Regions from separate parts of the Hordeum vulgare genome. Here region 1 is linked to region 2. Evidence: chromatin contacts called from public Hi-C data. All regions are on one chromosome and are shown on one strand. The core of a region is the stretch at or near the end of the contact, and the rest is flanking DNA. Distances in the headings are between cores, read along the strand shown.

Evidence for each region. A called contact is a pair of places that touch in the nucleus more often than the background predicts.
Region 1: a contact with region 2 is called in a Hi-C map of leaf, with 5 times the contacts expected there. The contact joins the promoter of LOC123412470 here to the promoter of LOC123409843 in region 2. A contact is called at or near these places in 4 of 6 Hi-C or Micro-C datasets (all in leaf).

What each region holds. Positions count from the first base shown.
Region 1 is chr7H:576,062,689-576,066,244 of MorexV3_pseudomolecules_assembly, forward strand. It overlaps LOC123412470 (IAA-amino acid hydrolase ILR1-like 6), which reads left to right and starts at 2,234. Exons shown (of 3, transcript XM_045105417.1): 1 at 2,234-2,899; 2 at 3,502-3,556. The coding sequence starts at 2,420.
Region 2 is chr7H:575,689,543-575,693,180 of MorexV3_pseudomolecules_assembly, forward strand. It overlaps LOC123409843 (probable calcium-binding protein CML29), which reads left to right and starts at 1,453. Exons shown (of 1, transcript XM_045102714.1): 1 at 1,453-2,378. The coding sequence starts at 1,676. The coding sequence ends at 2,182.

The sequences.
Region 1 (3,556 bases), core at 984-3,483, 370 kb after region 2:
CATTCACCTCGGCGAGAGCACAAACGGCCTCTATCGCAGCTCCCGAAAGTGTCATCGTGCTTGATGCCGTCAGAGCCCCCGTACGAGCCCTTGACATCGTCGACGCAACCGTAGCCTCGGCACCCTTCACGAGCTTGGGAGGTGGGTCGACTCGTGGGGGATGGGGGGTCTCAACGAGGTGGTGGCCGCCGGCCTCCTCCCCGACCCTCGCGGTTAGGGCGATAGGCAGCACGTTGGCGGTATGTGGCTCCCGTCGCCCCTTCGACGAATGAGCCGGAATGGCCATTGAATCCGCCGCCTCCTCCGTCACCCCGGCCACCGTCATCGATGTTCATCCTACCATATCCACGGCCTCCGCCCGTCGAGGAAGAACCACGGCGTTGACCTTTGCCATAAGCGTTGTAACCGTCGTCACCTCACTGTCCTTGTGAAGCATAGTTTCGTCCCTCGTCCGCGAACCGGGAACTCTGCAAGCCCGCGCCGTAATCTCCACGGCCGCGTCCATCCCCTTGTGGACCAGCAGTTGTGGTCGTCGTCCACCCGTCCCTAGCAGGAGGGTACTGGGATCCCATGCCACTAGCCGGTGGGTGAGTAGGATTTTGTGGTGGCGGAGGTCAGGTCCCTCGTCCAGCCATCACTGCCGGCAGAACCTTGAAGATCTGAGCAGCCCGACCCTGCTACATTGACGGGAAGCCTGGCTTTGCACATCGCGATCTAACCCTAGGTACTGTAACGATGATAGAACTGACGATATGATCGCAAGCATGGCTGGGATCGATCGATTTTTGCGATTTGCCCGATACGTTAGCCATCGGGCCAGCAACGTATGCTCTATACTGGGCCATATGCCCAGTACCTACAGCTGCTTAACTCTGTTAAGATAAGGTGCTAAGCATATTAAAGGACTATGCATAGGTGATTAACTTGTTGTTGCTAACCATTTTTCATTTAAAGATTTAACAACATAAAATTCGTCATGCATTGATGGGTTTTTTATTTATTTAAGTGATTTGCCTATGTTCACGCGCTTGACATTGTCTCTTCCTCGGTTACCATCCTCATCTTTTTTCTCTTAATTATCTTACCACATTAGATTTTTCGCCTCCGTAACATTCTCAACACCCTACATTATTTCTTCTTGGTGGAGCATCGGAAGAGGCCTAACCAGTACCACCCAAGGAAAACGTGATTACAACCAGCCGTGCAAATTAAAGACGAAAAGGAAAGGTGTTAATGCGCCATTAGTGGTAATATAGATGCACATGCAAATCATTAGGAAAGCAAGATCACAGCCTCCATCAGTGTACTATTATATTTAGATGAAATCATGGGAGCAAGTTTCCATTTAGCGTCACGTTGTACAGCCGCCCGAAACGCTGCCAGAAATGACCAACACCCAAATGCGGAAGCAAAACGTAGAGATCAAGCGAACCATATCACTGCTAGGTGCCAAGATCTACATACGTACTGTGATACAAAAGCTGTCCATCCATCCATCCATGACCCCCAAATAAATACATGCGTCCAGCGTGAGCTAGCCATCGCCCCCACCCCGGATTAACGCCGCGCGATGCATGGCTGGTGATCTCGCTGTTTCCGCACCGCACCGCTCCACTCCTCCTCCCACCTGCCCACCGAATTGAATTCCTCCGGGCTTCCAGCCAACAGATATATACAGATATACTACCAGTACTCCCTTCGTCACGGTTTAGAAGACGTGCATGCAAATTCTCTAGTAGAAGTAGTAGTTTGAATCAAACAAGAAACCAATCATCAGAGAAAAAACAATGACCCGAAAGAAAGCGTTGCAGTTGCAGAGATTAGATAGATTAATCCCAGCAAACCGAAAAAGCGAGCGTTTACACTAGCAGCCGCGCATGTGTACTGCACCGGAGTATCATATGCGATGCAAGGGTCATACTTATCTCATGCTATGCGTACTGTCACCTTGCGCTGGTCCGATAGAAAACTGAAAGGAGAAGAGCACCATCATGCCAACATAATCGCTTCTTTAGCAAGTTGATGCTGATGCTGATGCTGAAAGCAAAAAAAAATACTCTACCTTTTTTCTTTACACGGATGCAGATAGCAACATTGAGCGCCTACACAATCTAGCAAGGAGCAGCAGCAGAGGGGGAGCCGTCAGCGGCCACCGAAGCGTCGCTGTCGGCCGGGCCCCACGCGGCAGAAATAATGTGAGCGAGCGGCTTGTATACGAGCACGGGGGGAATTGGGTCGGAACGGAAAGATATTTTTGCTTGCCCTTTGCCGTCACAGGTGGCTTAATTTAATCCTCCCCCTCCAGTGTGCGTTCGTTGCCCACCATGCGTAGTTGCGTCCTGGTTGTGGTGTAGCTATCCGACCCTGCGCCCGGCGGACAGACGCACGCACGCAGAGCAGAGCAGCGCCATCGCCATTGATGGAGAGCGGGCACGCGCGGAGCTCGGTGGTTTTCATGCTGCTGCTGGTCGTGGTGGTGGTGGTGGCGTCGGCGGGCTCGTCCTCGCGGGCGGCGTTCCTGGAGGACGGCGTGGTTCTGGGCGCGGCGGCGAGGCTGGGCAAGGGCGCGAACGCCAGCGGGCGGGGCGGGCCCGGCTGCGACGTGGACGTCGCGGCCGTGGTTGGCGACGGGAGGCGCGGGTGGAAGGAGGAGATCGCGGGGCTGGCGGGGCGGCCGGAGATGGCGGCGTGGCTGCGGCGCGTGCGGCGGCGGATCCACGAGCGGCCGGAGCTGGCGTACGAGGAGGTGGAGACGAGCCGGCTGGTCCGCGACGAGCTGGACGGCATGGGCGTGGGGTTCCGGTACCCGCTCGCGCGCACCGGCATCGTCGCCACCATCGGCACCGGCCGCCCGCCCGTCGTCGCGCTCCGGGCCGACATGGACGCGCTGCCCATCCAGGTACGTGCGTACGTAGTAGTGCTAACCGCTCTACTGCTCTCCTACTACAACGTGATGAAGGAACACGTGTTCTTGCGCACGTGCGCCTTTGACCTTTGCGGTAGCTCCTGCCCATGACGATCGATCGACCCCAGCTGCCTCTCAGTTTCAGCCACCACGCAGCTTCTTATCATAGATTCATGTATCGAATTTTGCGTCCTCTTTTCAGTTCTCGTGCCCTGTGAATTACCTTGGTGGTTCATATATAGCACAAAGGATTCATCTGTTTGAATTTTGGAGAGGCAGGTAGCTTGTGGCCACTGGGTTAAAGATCGCAGTTTGTTTTCAGTTTTTCTCCTCGTTCAGGTGCCCGAAATGGCACCCGCCGTTGGCGAGACCCAGGACGAGCGGATCCCGGTTGCCATGCCAAGCCCCCATCTCCGTGTGCGCCCGGAACGGGCAGATTTTTTCACGCCAAAAAGCCACAGACTTTTCTCCTGCTTTTCATCGCCTTTTGTCTCTGTCTCTCTCTCTCTCGTTCTCGTTCGACTCCAACAGGAGTTGCATCGTATCGTATGGTATGACACGTTGGGTTTGTGGTGGTTAACGTTGTTGGGTTGCAGGAGGCGGTGGAGTGGGAGCACAAGAGCAAGAACCCCGGGAAGATGCACGCGTGCG
Region 2 (3,638 bases), core at 203-2,702:
TCAAACTAACGAACAATTATTCAAATTCAATTTGGACCCATTCTTGAATTGTTGTCTAAAAGTCATTGGCTACCTGGTTCATGCGTCAACGATCAAATACAAATACACTTTCTTTTCACACGTACGGGGTCCTAAGAGCATCTCTAGCACACCCCGTAAAAGGATCAAACCTATAAAATTTCGGCGAGTATATGGGTTCGATCCGTTTTAATGGCCAGAACAGACCCCGTATCGCGCATCCGGGCTGTAAAAGTTTAACCGCGTCCCGCAAAAAGACCCCTCGAACTGGCATATATGCGGTTTTACATCGCGTTTACGGATCGAACCCTATCCTCCGCCGCGATTCAACTCCCACTCCACCCTAATTTCTCGCCGCCGACGAGACAAAAAAACCACCAGCGGACTGTCCCGACCCTGGACGGCCACAGAAATGGAGGGGATGATGCCGAGCGCCGTCGCCGCCGCGTCTCCGACGCCGCACGCAAGTGGGGATCACAGAGGTGGCTGAAGTATGACCTCCGGCCGCCTCCGGCTTTCGAATGCCGGGAGCTCGAGGAGTACGAGCACGAGCTCGCTACTCGATGCATCGGCTCCTTCGGCGCCTCGTCCTCGCGGACCATCACTCCGGTGAAGAGAAGGGCGGAGGAGCTCGGACCGCTCACCGTCAAGCTCGAGGACGACGCCGGCGAACTGCGTAGAGGGGTCATCAGCCTCGAGGATTATCTTTCCCCGAGGCAAGAGGATCACCTCATGCACGCCAACATGGAGCGCTCGGTGAGGGAGGCGGCGGAGGACGCCACGCACAACCGACGCGAGCTCGAGATCGAGCAGACCTTGCTCGAGCAAGGGGTCACGGCGTCGCAGGCGAGCGCGTCGAAGGAGACGGACCTGCGCGTCCTGAAGGCAGAGTAGGACAAGATCTGGATCGACCTCGACTCCAACTCCGACGAGGAGTAAGCTCCTTCGTCTCCTCCGCCGCGTTGTCGCCGCCGCACCCGTCGTTCTGGTAGCATTGAGTTGGGTACGCTGCACGGCCCGCAGGTCCCCTTACCTAGTAGTAGTATGAAGAACTAATGTAGTTTGATGAAGAACTGATGTAGTTTTTGCAAGAACCGTGCTATAGTTCGATGAATGATGTAGTAGTTGCTTCGGGCCAACATTTTTTTTTTCAAATTTTACAGTGTTATATACGGGATCTAATCTTTGACGCATGAAATGGTGCCGCAAAATCGCTCCGTAGCGACCTGTGAATCCATTTTGTATTCTTTTTTACGGGGTCTTTTAGAGATGCTAACACAAGCACATGGGTCAATGGTTAGTCAATTGGCCCGGTGGCACGGTGTGGAGACCCTAAAGTTCAAATACACATTCTTCGGGGGATTTTCAGAAGTTTGTGGTCATCCAAAATGAAACGCGAACTAGTCCAGCTCCACTCCACCTAGAACCCATCGTCGTCCACGCTATCACACCAGAATCCAGAAGCCTTATCCTGCTGCCATTGCCAACGCCGAGAACAAGATGCGCCTCCACTAGTGTTCCATTCCATGTCGACACAAAGCGGCCGAGATTCAGATTCGGCTGCACTCGTCCTCGCCTTCTTAAGGCCGTCCATGCAAGCGAACCGAGCTCCAACCAAGAGCAGTCTCTCACGGTCTAGTTCGCTCTCGCCAACGCGATGGCGACGCCTGGCCGCCGGCCGTCGGCGCAGCAGCAGCCGCAGCCGCTGACGGTGGACTTCGAGGCGCTGAGCTACATCAGCAGGCTCGTGGAGGCTTTCCAGGCGTTCGACTCCGACAACGACGGCCTCGTCACTGCCCCCGAGCTCCGGGGCCTCCTGGCCTCCCTGGGCCTCGACAAGTCGGAGGCGGAGGCGCGGGACATGCTGGCGCGCGCCGACGCCGACCGTGACGGCCGGCTCTGCGTGGAGGAGTTCCTGGACGTGATGAACGCCGGCGAGCTCGGCCTGGGCGCGCTCGGCGAGCTGCTGCAGGCCGCCGTCCCGGCGCTGGAGTCCTTCGCGGGGCCCGACGGCGCGCTGGGCGCCGACGAGCTCGCCAGGGTGCTGGGGCTCATGGGCACCGCCAGCGCCGAGGACTGCGCGGAGATCATCGCGTGCATGGACGGGGACGGCGACGGCGCCATCAGCGTCGAGGAGTTCAAGCTCATGGCTGACCTGCTCTAGGGTCGAGCTGCGTACGTACTGAGCCAGCTAGAGCGCGTGCATAAACATGAAGTTGTGCACTGCCTACTGCGATGTACAGTAATGATTATCGATTAATAAGCATATAAGCACGTTCGGAGAGTTGTGGGCACTGTTTCTGCACCGGGCTGGAGTACCATAAAAGGATGGATACATGAGAGTTTCTGATGTCTTGCAATGAGTATACGAGCACGTGCTCCCACTAGTCAAATTGTATTTTCGATCTTATAGAAAAAAAAAGATATGTCATTTGGTTCATACGATAGGAATTTTTTCCATAGATCTGAGCTAATACATTTTTTCTTATGAAATGTAAAGAATAAAAATCAATCTTATGTAGGAATAGAAATCCATTCCTACAAAGTACAAACCAACGAGTTCTACCTATATAGAAATAGGAAGAGTACAAACCAAAGGGTTTTCCTCGGGTCAGAAAAGTTTGTTGCGTATGATTTGTTTTGATATACAACGTGTGTTGGGCTAGACGAGCCAGCCGAAACGGCCCAGTATTCAAGAAGCAAATTCATTCGGCCTATTTCTATTAGTGTTGGGAAAATTTAAAGAAAAGCGCCCCACCATAACTTTTGCATGCAACGGCTCGCATAGCCTCATGCACATGCAACAATCTTTTACCTGAAGCTTACATCATTGCATTAAATGCTTTCTTAAATTTTAAAAATGATTTATCTTACAGATTAATAATTTGATCGGAGATCCGTCTTTACTGTTAGGTTCGTCTCGACGAGACCTTCAAAATAAGATCTCATGTTGACATGTTTCATTGATTTTTTTTCGTCGTTTCTAGTTGTCACATTTATGTCATCATAGTTGTTATCTTATGGGTCTATAATTGTCACAAAAATTATACATAGTTATGGGGGCAATAATTTTATACTTGTTAAGCATTGCAATGTTATGTGAAGCTAAAAAGTGGGTATTAGAGAACTAACAATAAGCAAGTAAACGCATGAACGCACAAGTACAATGAATCAAGTTTTTTAATGGAGTATATCAACATTCATAAGCCTCATAATCAAGTTGATTTAGTGTGAGAACTATGTGACAAATAATACGACAAGTAAGAGATAGTAATCTGACAAGTACCGACGAAAATAAAAGTTATCGAAACATAGCGACATGGGATCTATTTTTAAAGATCTTGTCGCAAAAAAATCAATGATGAAAGCAGATCATTAATTAAGATAACGGCTTGAAAGATAAATCTTTTTAAATGCAAAATAAAAAGAACATTTACTGATGTCATGCTCGTGTAATATTGCATGCATGTAAAGAATTGATGGAAGAAAGCCGTCACATGGGAAAACTAATGTCTAGCGCTGCTCCCTAGTGAAGTCCATTAGTGTTTCACATTGCCGGTACAAATTCTAAAATTTAGTCCCACCTCAGCTCACTGAGATGGTTTTGACAAGCTTAAAGG